Linked DNA regions of Mus musculus: regions 1, 2 and 3 are each linked to region 4. The links are chromatin contacts, called in public HiChIP or PLAC-seq and promoter capture Hi-C maps. All regions are on one chromosome and are shown on one strand. Each heading gives the region's core, a stretch centred on a gene start, on an enhancer-like site or on the middle of the called end of the contact. The rest is flanking DNA. Distances are from core to core; before and after follow the strand shown.

What was found. HiChIP or PLAC-seq counts read pairs in DNA pulled down with a chosen protein or histone mark. Capture Hi-C pulls out chosen DNA fragments and counts their contacts.
Region 1: a promoter capture Hi-C map of adipose tissue shows a contact between it and region 4. The contact joins the promoter of Prdm15 here to the promoter of Bace2 in region 4. A contact is called at or near these places in 2 of 39 promoter capture datasets (embryonic stem cells and stem cell-derived epiblast-like cells), 1 of 115 datasets of contacts at active chromatin or transcription factors (extraembryonic endoderm stem cells) and 1 of 9 other capture datasets (adipose tissue).
Region 2: a contact with region 4 is called in an HNF4G HiChIP or PLAC-seq map of pancreatic cancer cells. The contact joins the promoter of Ripk4 here to the promoter of Bace2 in region 4. A contact is called at or near these places in 8 of 39 promoter capture datasets (the 3T3-L1 cell line, cranial neural crest, frontonasal cranial neural crest and 5 more), 2 of 115 datasets of contacts at active chromatin or transcription factors (embryonic stem cells and pancreatic cancer cells) and 1 of 9 other capture datasets (embryonic stem cells).
Region 3: a FOXA1 HiChIP or PLAC-seq map of pancreatic cancer cells shows a contact between it and region 4. The contact joins the enhancer-like site here to the promoter of Bace2 in region 4. A contact is called at or near these places in 9 of 39 promoter capture datasets (the 3T3-L1 cell line, HPC-7-derived erythroid cells, cranial neural crest and 5 more), 1 of 115 datasets of contacts at active chromatin or transcription factors (pancreatic cancer cells) and 2 of 9 other capture datasets (embryonic stem cells and liver).

What each region holds. Positions count from the first base shown.
Region 1 is chr16:97,849,788-97,852,710 of GRCm38.p6, forward strand. Prdm15 (PR domain containing 15) reads right to left here and starts at 1,440. Exons shown (of 24, transcript NM_144789.2): 1 at 1,264-1,440. The coding sequence starts at 1,332.
Region 2 is chr16:97,762,476-97,765,175 of GRCm38.p6, forward strand. Ripk4 (receptor-interacting serine-threonine kinase 4) reads right to left here and starts at 1,304. Exons shown (of 8, transcript NM_023663.7): 1 at 1,053-1,304. The coding sequence starts at 1,234.
Region 3 is chr16:97,664,479-97,667,296 of GRCm38.p6, forward strand. It overlaps Gm41512 (a long non-coding RNA gene), which reads right to left. Exons shown (of 3, transcript XR_876311.2): 2 at 2,478-2,738; 3 at 1-1,627. Among named protein-coding and RNA genes, the nearest start is that of Gm41512, 4.8 kb to the right of the region's middle. Within about 2 kb of position 1,268, at least 46 of the 459 cell types and tissues checked have an H3K27ac peak or open chromatin away from gene starts, as enhancers often do. A contact at or near this core is called in pancreatic cancer cells, where this site is marked.
Region 4 is chr16:97,355,241-97,358,119 of GRCm38.p6, forward strand. Bace2 (beta-site APP-cleaving enzyme 2) reads left to right here and starts at 1,488. Exons shown (of 9, transcript NM_019517.5): 1 at 1,488-1,861. The coding sequence starts at 1,562.

The DNA of each region.
Region 1 (2,923 bases), core at 190-2,689, 490 kb after region 4:
CTCACAGCACCTGTCTCCTACTAAACTACCCTTCCTAGATAGATGGCTCAGGTCAGTGCAGAGTGTGCCAACAACCCCTGCACACCCAGCAACCTTCTTCCTTCATGTCCTTGTCACTCTTGTGTAACCACCGTTACTTATAGTCTACACTGCCTCTTGCACCTCTTCTTTTGTCCCTTGGGTGTATGAAAGGTGTCCACAAACGTTTACCACAGAAATGGCCTGGTAGAACAATCTGGGAAAGTTATCCTGAACAGGTGTCAGACATATGTTACAAATGAGAATCTGAGTCTGGCCAGCCTTTATGCCACTGTTGGTGACCAGTTTTATGCTCTATTATACCTGAAAAATGCAGCAATGTCTTCCCTACCTTCTGCACAGATAACCTTTCAGGAAAAAAATGACAGGACACCCCATGGCAACAGTGGTCCTTCTCAAAGGTAATCTCTCTAAGACAGCCTTGTAATTGTAGCTGGCTTTGTATGGTCCAGGCTTCCATGAACATAGACTTCTGGCTCAGTCTCCAGAGTACTGGGATTATAAGCATTTGCCATCAACCTAGCTGTGGTTGGTGTTTTAATCTACCCATTTGTCTTCTGGAAAAACAAACTACCTTGTCTGTTCCCCAAAGAGAACTAGTATATTCTTTGCTGACATTTGTGGAAAAGCATGAATCAAAGACGGAAAAACAAACCTCATCAGGAGAAAACTTAGTGCTTTTTCCCTTTAATAATCCGATCTAAAGGTTTTATTTCAGAGTAAAGCAGTAATTTCAGGGCAAGTCTGAGGAGGAAGCTGCAGTAGGTAAGACATGGAAAGCCGGTAGGTTTGAAGCAAAATATGGTTGGGGTGGGGTGTATAGGCGATCAAGTCTCAGCAACTACTCTGCACTTTCCAGGGAGTACTGTCTCTGCCACCCCTGAGGTTTCCCAAAGTCGGAGAATTCAGGTTTTACTTTTAAAATTGCCTTCAGGACCTCAAGCGGTGGCCTGCACAAGCACCTCCATGGGAGGATTCTGACGGGCTCTAGCATATGTTTTTTTAAAAGAAGCGTTGGCAGCTTTAAATTCAGGCACAGGTCCACGTGTCTCCAGCTCACATTCTAGCTTCTACCATTTTAAACCACCTCGGAGGAGGGGTACGCTTATGAGCATGTGTGAAGAGGCCCTCCACCATTCCATGAAGTGTTGGGGGGGGGGGGAATAAGCGCGCCCTCGCCCACCACTGCCTCTCTCGTCCTACCTCTGCCCTCTCAAAACTCACCTCAGGAGCACGCAGGCTCCACCTGGCCCCCACCTGTCCACCCTTTTCCCAGATAGTAGGTGGGCACATGTCTCCAGCCTGTCTTGCCACTGTGGTCCCTGGGCCACCAAAAGGTAGAGACGAGTGAGGCGCCAGGGCCTGGGAGCCACGGCACAGCCTCGGACTTTCTTAAACGCCAAAGGGGCTGGAGACGAAGGCCCCTCCCTGGGCTGTGCCCGAAAACCGGGTAAGGCGGCCGGGTAGCCGGGAAGGGACTGTAGAGACTTGAGCCCGCAGCCACGCAGGGCCTGGCGGTGGCCGCTGGGCCTGGGCGCACTAGGGGCGCAGCGCCTGAGCCCGCGCCGGGGCGGGGGGCGCCGAGCCCGCGAGTGGGCGGTCGGGCGCCGGTTGGCGTGGGCCGAGCGCGCGGAGGGCAGTTGGCAGGGGCCGGGCGCTCGGAACCCAGGCTGGGCACTTAGGGCAGAGGCCAAGCCCGCGGCAGCGGAACCCGGCGGGCGCAGGGCGATCCCGGAGCGGCTCCGGATTCCAGCCGGGTTTTGACTCCGATCGCCCACGGCGCCCGCGGCCCCGACTGTAACAAAGAACAGGCGGCGCGGCGGCCGGACCGGGGCGGGCGTGGGGGGCGCGGCTGGAGGCCGAGCCCGGGCCAGGCGCGGGCCGCGGGCCGCAGCAAGGGGCGCGCGGTGGGGCAGCGGCGAGCATGGGCCCGGGGCTTTACCTGCCTGTGGAATGTGCAGAGCGGGGTCGGATCCGGACTCCGGGTTGCGATCCGCTCCGGAAACTGCGCAGCACCGGAAGCCGGGGGGGCGGTGGCGCGGCATCGTGGGAGTTGTAGTGCGCAGCGCAGGCCGACGGGCGGGCCCAGGGCTCCGGGTGTTTGCACCTGGAGCTGGGAACTTCGGGCTGTGTTAACAGGGAGTCAGGGATAAAGAACTGCGTGTTGTGGGAACTGGCTGGGGCTTTGTAGCCAGAGAGCCCAGGAAACGGCTGCGTGATTGAGGAACCCATGGGCAGAGATGCGTGGTTGCAGATATGGAGGATGGTTGCCTTCCTGAATGGGGAGCGGGTAACTGTCAATGTGGATGGGGAACAGGAGAGAGACTATATGGAGGCCTGGTGAAGCGGGCTGTGAGGATTCAGGGTAAGGGACTGAGTGAACAAAAAAGCTGGGGAGAGAGGCTGTGTGATCCATGAGAGGTGGCCAGATGGTATGTGAACCGAGGAGTTAAGGTTAGAGCTGTGTGTGTGTGAATGAGGCAGGCAGTGTAGTGAACTGAGCAGACAAGGACATCTTTGCCCTTCAAGACACCTTTAAGCCCGGGCGGTGGTGGCACACGCCTTTAACACCAGCACTTGGGAGGCAGAGGCAGGTGGATTTCTGAGTTCGAGGCCAGTCTGGTCTACAAAGTGAGTTCCAGGACAGCCAGTGCTATACAGAGAAACCCTGTCCTCGGGGGAGGGGGGGGGGACGACACACCTTTAAAACAGGTACACACCCCATCATCCCCTATACCACTTTCATTGGTATTGCTCATTCTTTAAAACAGGTACACACACATCATCCCCTATACCACTTTCATTGGTATTGCTCATTCTAAGTGCTCAGAAGGCCACTTCTTTCATCTTCTACATATGAAACAGGACTAAGTATAAATAAAAT
Region 2 (2,700 bases), core at 54-2,553, 410 kb after region 4:
CATGATGAGCTGGTAGTGATTTTAGACACTAGTTCCCACCGTACCAGTTTCTAAGAAAAACTGGGTGATAGCAGAAGGCAAGCAAGCAAACAAACACAAACACCCGATAGCTCTGACAGTTTCCAGGCTAGAGATGAGGCATAAAGAGAGAACTCAAACCATCCCTCTTATTGTCACCCAGGCAGCCATAGTCACTACTCCAAAGTAATGTTGGAGTTCAGAGTTTCCGTGACTTAAGGCTGGTCCTGCAGACAGCTCAATGGAATTTAAGAGCTTTCTTTCTCTGGGTAAAACGCAAACACCACCACCATGTCGGCTTGGTTTGAGAGGAAGTCATTTAAGTCTGCCGTTCTGAGGCTCATACATAACCTATTACTACCAAACCTAAACAGTGAAACCTGAGGAAAATGTTTTTGAATAACTGCTCCGCACCTCGCCTCCAAATTTACTCACAAACCACAATCGCCAAAGAGTTTACCAGGGACCTCTCTGAGTCCTTTCCTATCGCTGGAATAATCCGCTAGGAGGGACAAAGAAAGGCCCAAGGTGCCCGGGGCCACCTGCCCAGGGTCAAAGAAAGACGTTCCCAGGGTCTCGCTCCTACCTTAAGTCCTTTAAAACGAAAGTGTGCGGGAAAAAGCTGTGGCATAACCAGATCTCAGACCTAAGCGAGACCCGGAGCCCTGTAAGCGGCTGTGCGCCGCGGACGCCTCGCCGGAACACAGCCGGTGCTTCCGAACGAAATAATTACGGTCTTACACCAATTTGTGCTCCGACGAAAATTACTAAGTGGAACTGAATCTAACTCGTTCACAAAGCGCAGAGGCCCACACGGCAATTTCTCTAAGCCCGGCGCGGACCGCAGCATTTGGTGGGTCCCGGACGAGCCCGACGCACCTCACAGGGCTCAGGGCCATCGCTCCCCGCCAGCTCCGAATCCCAGAAGCACTGGAGCTGCGAGGGACCGGTGGCCTGAGTGGCGCAAACTCTCTTCCGCGGCGCTTCACGTAGCACGCAGCCCCCATCCCACCCGGCCCCGCCCGGGAGCTGACCTGTCGTCGACGTGCAGACTGGGCGAGCACTTGATCGCGAGCCACGTCTTCCAGTGCACATGGCGCACCTTGTACACCTGCCCGAAGCCGCCCGAGCCCACCTTCTCCCAGCCTGCGAATTCGCCGGCGTCGAAGGTGCGCAGCAGCCCCAGAGCCCACCGGCCCCGGCCCTCGCCCTCCATCGCGTGCGTATCGCAAGCAGCCTGGCTCAACCGTGTCCGCCCAGGTGCTCAGGTGCATGCCCCGCCCGCTGACGTCACTTCCGACGCTAGCCCCATCCCGCCCCGCCAGTCCCCTGGGCCCACCCCCGACGCCCTCAAGGGAGCGGCTGCCGGTGAGAGTCTAGCGCCGGGTGTTGCGGTCCCACCAGGGATCGGTGGAATCCCTGCGCTCCTAGGGGCGTGCGCTGTGGCTGGCCAACTTCTCACTGTAGTTGTAGTTCGTACCTAGTTCACTTCTCACAGTGCTGCCACTCTGCAAAACACAACAAAGTATAGTTTCCAACTGAGACGTGGACTTAGATCTGATCGCCAGGCTTGCTCAGGTTTCCCGGGTTATGCGCATCTTCGTTTGCAAACGTTAAATCCTACACAATGTTATCGTCTGGGTCAGTTCATGTACCCGATGCCAGTGGAGAAACAGAACATTCTGTGCCCTCCTGGGAGGCTTTTGTAACTTGCACTCTTAGGCCCTGGCGATCGCTAATCTTTTTTTCTCTCCCTCCGCCCTCCCCCGAAAACATTTGTTTATATTAGAGTTATATAGTATCCAACCTTTAGGACTGGTTTTCCACTCCCCTTGCGTCTTGGTTTGTTTTTTGTTTTTGTTTTTGTTTTTTTACCGAATTCTTCATAGGAGGTAACTGGTTCTTTAAAATTCAATCGCCCCTACCCTATAGTTCAAGCCTGTAAATCACAGTTCTGAGGAGACTGAGGCAGGGGCATCACCTCAAGTTTGAGATCAGCCTAGGCTTCAGAGGGAGGTCTTGTTTTAAACAAACAAACAAATATCCCTTCATTATGGAAAACAGTGACCTTTTAAAGGTAAACAGATGGCTGGAAAAGGAAGGATAATCAACCTGTTCATCTTTGAGAAAATTCAGCTTTGGGAAGGTAGCCTGGTCAGAGGTGGAAATGCCTGCTGGTTAGGTCTCTACCTTCAAAAAACATTTGTGCCCGCTGTGCTTTTATTAAAAGTGAGCTATTCCTTACCAAGGCATATGAAAACTGGGCATGATGGGAGAAGAGGAGGGGACGTTGTGAGGACAGTAATTCTAGAGAACCTCTCTCCTGAGAGGTAGATTTCAAGTCACACCTAGCAACTGAGTCTTCTCTCCTGAGCCTCATCCCCCAGCTGGCTTCCCAGTGGAGGGGCCCACAATCCCAGCCCTACATGCTTGGAGGTGGGGGTGGGGGTGGGAGAGTCTCCTGGGAGCCATAGGCACTACCTTCCTTTTCCACACAATTTCTGAGTCCAAGGCAGCAGATAGCTATTTTAAATTCATCTGTAGTGAATATACCTAATGAATAAGCTAACCCTTTAAGAATAATTGGGGCTTTTCAATGAATAAAAATAACTTGAAAGTCAACATAGTCATTATTTTGGTAAGGAAAAAAATTGACTAGAAAGTGAGTCATGGCACCCGTTT
Region 3 (2,818 bases), core at 18-2,517, 310 kb after region 4:
GTAGGTTTGGCATTTCATCTTATCCAGCTGGTATGAGACCAGGCAAGCCTTTAGGGCATGGGTTATGGTAGCTATCTGAACATCTGACAAATAAACAGAGAAAACAAGCATAAGGAGTGTTTCCGGGTTTATACCTCAGCTCTGCCTTAGTCATCCACTGGGTATCTCTGGATCTGAGCAGAGTGCTGGCCACTATACCAAGCAGACTTACCTGCAGCACTCTGCTACTGGAGCAAGCACTACCTGAAGCCGGTCACACACTCAGCATCTGTGTTCCTGAGCTGCCTCCTCAAGGTTTAAAATGTCTTCAAAGACTTCTATCTCATCCTTGAAGACCATGGAGTATGGAGATGTGTTACACATTTGCTTTAAAATAGAAAGAACCCTGTGGTCCATGAAATAATCCATGTAAGAAGACTTTTCTTAGGATTACTATTGTGATGAAACACGATGACCGACAGCCCCCAAGCCAGTAAGTTCTGGCGCTGATAGTGGTTTGGAGATGGGAACATCTGCCCTTTCCTAAAGCAGCTCACTGGGGTGCCAGCCCCTGGCATGGGGCTTTCAGACCTTACCTGGGGACTGAAGTGGCAGAGGAAGTGAATACCTGGTCCAGTATTCACAATCTTCCCTAAGCTCCCTAACCAGGTAGCTTAAGCCATCTTTCTCCTTCCTCTCTTCCTACCATGGTCCTGATACCTGAAAGGAAAAGTCTAGACTCTTTTGGTAGTGATGCAATGACATGCTAATTTCATACTCAGAAGTATTGACAGCAAAGCTCATCCATTGAACCCAGAAGGGGACATCATGACATTGTCCAGGCACCCCTGTCTACCCTGTGCATTGGGGACTGGGGTGCTCCCTGGGGAACTCCCTGGGAATTCAAGGCAAACTGTGTGTTTTGGTTCAGAGAGGCTGAATAACTGCTTAGGCAGGTGACAAGTAGCTGCAAAAACCTGGAAAGAATCCCAAAGGTGATGCTACTAAAGTTGCAAATGAGGACCAAAGCCAAGCCAAGAATAACATAAAGTTGTGTGTTTCTTCTTGAGTACCAGACCAGTGTCACTTAACCCTCTATGGCCCTGGAGAAGAGTGTCAAATGGCCCCTTCTTACAGTTGAGGCTGCAGGGTTATTAAAAGGTTCACAGCTAAAAGGTTGAGTTGGGTTCATGACCTCTGCGGAGACATACCACACCACACCACACCCTACCCCACCCTACTCCTGTGCACCCAGCTCAGTCCCTCCCCAGTGTGGAATGGTGGCCCCAGGCCAGACAGCAGCAGACTCCTTGGTGAACTAGCAGTGCTGAGCCAAAGCAAGCAGCCTAGGTCCCACAGTGTATGTGTAGAGAGACCTGGGGTTTTTTGCTATCTCTGGTAAAGGAAGACAGCTATCCCCCTGAGCAGTCCAAGGCTGGGTTCTCAGGAATGACTTACCTTTCCCTGCAGAAACATTCTTGATCCAGTAAATGTCTACACAGAGGCAGAGGGGTAGTTACTGCTCTTGTCCTACAGTTCAGGCTTACAGTTGAAGTCCTAAATCCCTGTGCCTGTGGAGGTGACCTCGTTTGGAAATAGGAAGGAGTCAGTTGATATTAGATGAGGTCAGGCAGAAGTGAGGCAGGTCCTACGAGACAGAAATCATGGAGGAGGCTATGTGCAGATATAAGCGGAGACTAGGATGATATTACTCCAAGCCAAGGACACCACAAGCAATACAGAGGTGAGAAAGGGACAGGAGGCAAAGCCACCTTTGGTCTCAGGCTTCCCACCTCCACCACTGTAAGAAAACACAGCTGTGTAGTGGAAGGTGGATGCCTACAGCTTTTATTGAGCTAGCACCAGCATTGCAGGCCCCTGCAGGAGCAGAGAAAGGAAGAGAAGGGAACTTAAAGTGAACTTGATGGTGTGACCAGCCACGACTGACATCAAGGAGGTGGAGGCTGGAAGCAGAGGCCATATTTAGTCACCTAGAAGAAGCGAACTTGCAGCTTCTGTCCTACCCAGACCTCACTCCTGAACTCTGTGTCTACTGAACATTTCCTGTAAGGATCCAGACAGCACCTCACATTGCATCGCAGGAACTGAGCCCTGCCCCCCCCCCACACACACACACACACTCCCGTGGTTGTTCCTTGCCCTCTTCTTGCTGCAGGTGACCATCAGGCTCTTGGAACAGATTTGGCACCTGCCCAGCTAAGGTTTCATTCCCGGGTCCCATTCATGGCCATATAGAGGGGAGCATTGCCGGTTCTCAAATGCTGCCTCCTTCATCTCCAGACTCCAACAAAGCAGGCCTTCCTTGTCATCACTTGAGACTGCTACCCAGCTGCCCACATGCCCTGTCAATGACTGAGAAAATTCACATTTATCTAGTAGCTCAACCCACTTTGGTTCCCCCGTTCTTCAGACAAATCCACAGTGAATGTCCATTCTGGCCACACTCAATCCCTCCTTATGCTCTCTGAGGTGCCTACCTGTCCATACAGGATGTATTTAGTCAGCAAACCTTATGTATTCTCTCCCTCTGGCCTACATTCTATCCTCTGTCACTGTGACCTGCTTCAAGAAGCATCCTGAAGCCTATGGAGAATGGGAGGTACCCTTCTGCAGGCATTTCCACAAAGTGCTCACGGGTTGTCCTTGTATGTATTATTGCCTGTCATTGAACTTCTGATCCCTGCAGGCATGAACAGCAGCTGTGCTTATCCAAGCTTGTGGATGGTCCTGGGGTGGCCCTGAAATGGGAACCAAGAAAGCCAGTAAACAAAGAGACCAGGAAAGGCAGGACTTGGCAGGGTGAGGACTTCTTCTTGTA
Region 4 (2,879 bases), core at 238-2,737:
CAAAAGGATGCTGTCATTCTGAGAGCTGTCTGGGTGGTCCCCAACCCCTCAAGACTGAACACCAGGGTTTGTAAATAACTACCTCTTTTTAAATTGTCCTTTCCTTACAATCTTGAATTTAAATGTGAATATATGAATGTAAGAGCTCGCGATAACTATGCAGATTTATGGGCAATAACAATTTAGGTTCTATCCTGGAATTCAATCAGGCCTGCCTTCGTGTGACTGGGGATTCCTTGAAGCTTGGATAGAGTTAAGAGGGGGGAAAAGTGCAACCTGTAACCAAAACCATTTAGAAAGTAGAACAGCTGAAGATCTGGGACAGAAAGGTCCCTGGTAGAGCAAGAAAGGATTCTGACATTGGAAAGGAGGGAACAAGCATGGACACTTGTATCTGGAAGTTCCGGTTAAGGATTAGGGACGCTTGATTTCTACTTTCCATTGTTTGAAGATGGTCTTGTTTGTTTTTTTTAAAAAAAAAAAAAGCCAACATAATTCAGCTGGAGGAGACACAAAGATTTCTCCTATTCCTTGATTCAGCAAAAAATCGATGAGTTTAGCTGCTGTAATTGTCCCCCCTGCGTTCAGTACCTGAAATAAAATAGCCCTCTGAATGCATTTCTGCGGCTTCGGTGTCTGGCTAAACAAGTATTAATTAGATAATCTGCGGAGAGCTGGTGGGAGGATGAAAGAGGGGGAAGGCTGGATGGCAGCCTCATTTGGGACCCTGATAGTAATTCACTATCTTGGTGGACTGACTGAATCCCTGGGAGATTGAGCTCAGCTCCTAGCGGAATTGGATCTGCATTAAGGACAAGAGGAAAGCCAGGAAGACCAGGCCCAAATCTACCTCCTCAAGCTGTGGTTTTGGGTTCAGGGGAGGGTAAGCAGGAAGGAGCAATAACCCAGATCCCTTCTCAGAAATTCAAAATCTGCTCACCTGCTTCCCCTATCCCTGGGGCTCTCAGCGCCCCCAGCCTCCATTCATACTTCAAATCCTTTCTCAGAGAACCAGCTAACTCCTAAGGAGCTGGAAGGGGAGAACCACGCGTGGGAGAAGCTCCGAGAGGCAGCCAGACCCTGTTGGAGTGCGCTTGGCAAGCGGAGAGGTGCACTCTTTCACAGTTGCCTGCCCCGCGCTCTGAGCCTTAAGTCCTAAGGGCACTTCTGCCTCTGCAGGGACAGTGGACCCCCGGGGGTTCCTTGAGCGCAGGACCAGAAAGCCAGTTTGCGCTTTAGCTGCCCCTTTAAGGGTTCCCGAAACTTTCCAGCAGCTCTAAGCTGAGCCTCGTCATATCCGTTAGCCGTGGCCTCCCGGGCACGTTCCGGGGAAATTTTGCACTCCAGTTTCCCGGGGAAGAGGCGCGACCCGCGCCCATCCTTGACCTTGGCCACGGAGGAGGGGCAGGGCCTGCGGGGAGGCGGCCGCCAGAGGGGGCAGCGACTGAGAACTTGTTCAACTCTGCACCGCCTTCTCCAGCCTCCTCCCTGTCCGCCCCGCCCCGGCCGGCTAAGGACCGCAGAACCGCGCTCGCAGACTCGCCGAGCCCCCGCTGCGGGGATGGGCGCGCTGCTTCGAGCACTCTTGCTCCCGGTGCTGGCGCAGTGGCTCTTGAGTGCGGTCCCCGCGCTGGCCCCCGCGCCCTTCACGCTGCCCCTCCAAGTGGCCCGGGCCACGAACCACAGAGCCTCGGCTGTTCCCGGACTCGGGACCCCCGAGTTGCCCCGGGCCGATGGTCTGGCCCTCGCACTGGAGCCTGTCAGGGCTACTGCCAACTTCTTGGCTATGGTGGACAACCTTCAGGGGGACTCTGGCCGCGGCTACTACCTAGAGATGCTGATCGGGACCCCTCCGCAGAAGGTAGGGTTGGGGGCGGTAGTTTCTGTGAATTGACTCCACGCGATTTAATGCCGTCCCTAAGGCAGTAGCTTTCACTGGGAAGAAGGGTCAGGGAGATGCATGGGTTGGGTGAGGAGTGGAGGCGCGCGCTAGGGACGCACCAGGGAGCGCAGCCTCTGCCGGAGCACAGCTCAGGGGGTGTGAGCAAATGTTTCAGAACTTGGTGGCCCTCCCCCACCCCGTGGAGCTTGACAGCTGAAGGAACCTGTAACATGCTTCGGGCCCAGGAGCGACGCCTCCTTCCAGCAAGAGCGGTACCTACTGAGTGGGTGGTGGGTGGGGTCTTGGAAAAAGGTGCTGTTAGGTGCAGGGAAATCACTGGAGTTGATACCATCTCTATGCTGTCTCATTGCTAAAAAGACTCTTGGACAGCATCCAAGGCGCAGTACCCTTTAAAAGAGATTTCTCCATGAGCTCAGCTAAAAGACACCCGGTTCCAAAGTGTCTCTTTGCAGGGCAGAGCCAGCCGTCTTCCTTCCTCGGAGTTTGTTTGCTGGCTTCCTCATAGCTGTCCGGCTGCCCAGCCTCTGGGAGCCGTGCACCCGCCAAGGCATGCATCCTGCGGGGGTTGGAGAATGTGAATGCCATTAGCTGCTGGGGAACACCAAGCGCGTAGCGAGTCAAAGATAAAACAAACGCAGTCCAAACAGCTTTCTTCCCCGCCTTGTGCCGATGTTCATTTAACACTTCGAGTGACAGGGAACACCGGCTCCCAAGCACGGAATCTGGCAAGGGAAACAAAAGCCTCACAGAAGTGATCCGACCCTCTCCAATTCGAATTCAAGTTGTCTCATAAGTTGAACGCACCGTATGAAGACACTTTATTTTTAACATCGTCGTTGGGGGTTGTCATGCTGATGTGATTACCCATAAATAGAACATGCTCATGACTTTTGTATAATTCTAATTAAATTATTCAAGACTTTAAGAGGATGAGCCATGCTAATTTTTAAAAAGAGAAACTGCAGAGTAACTTCTG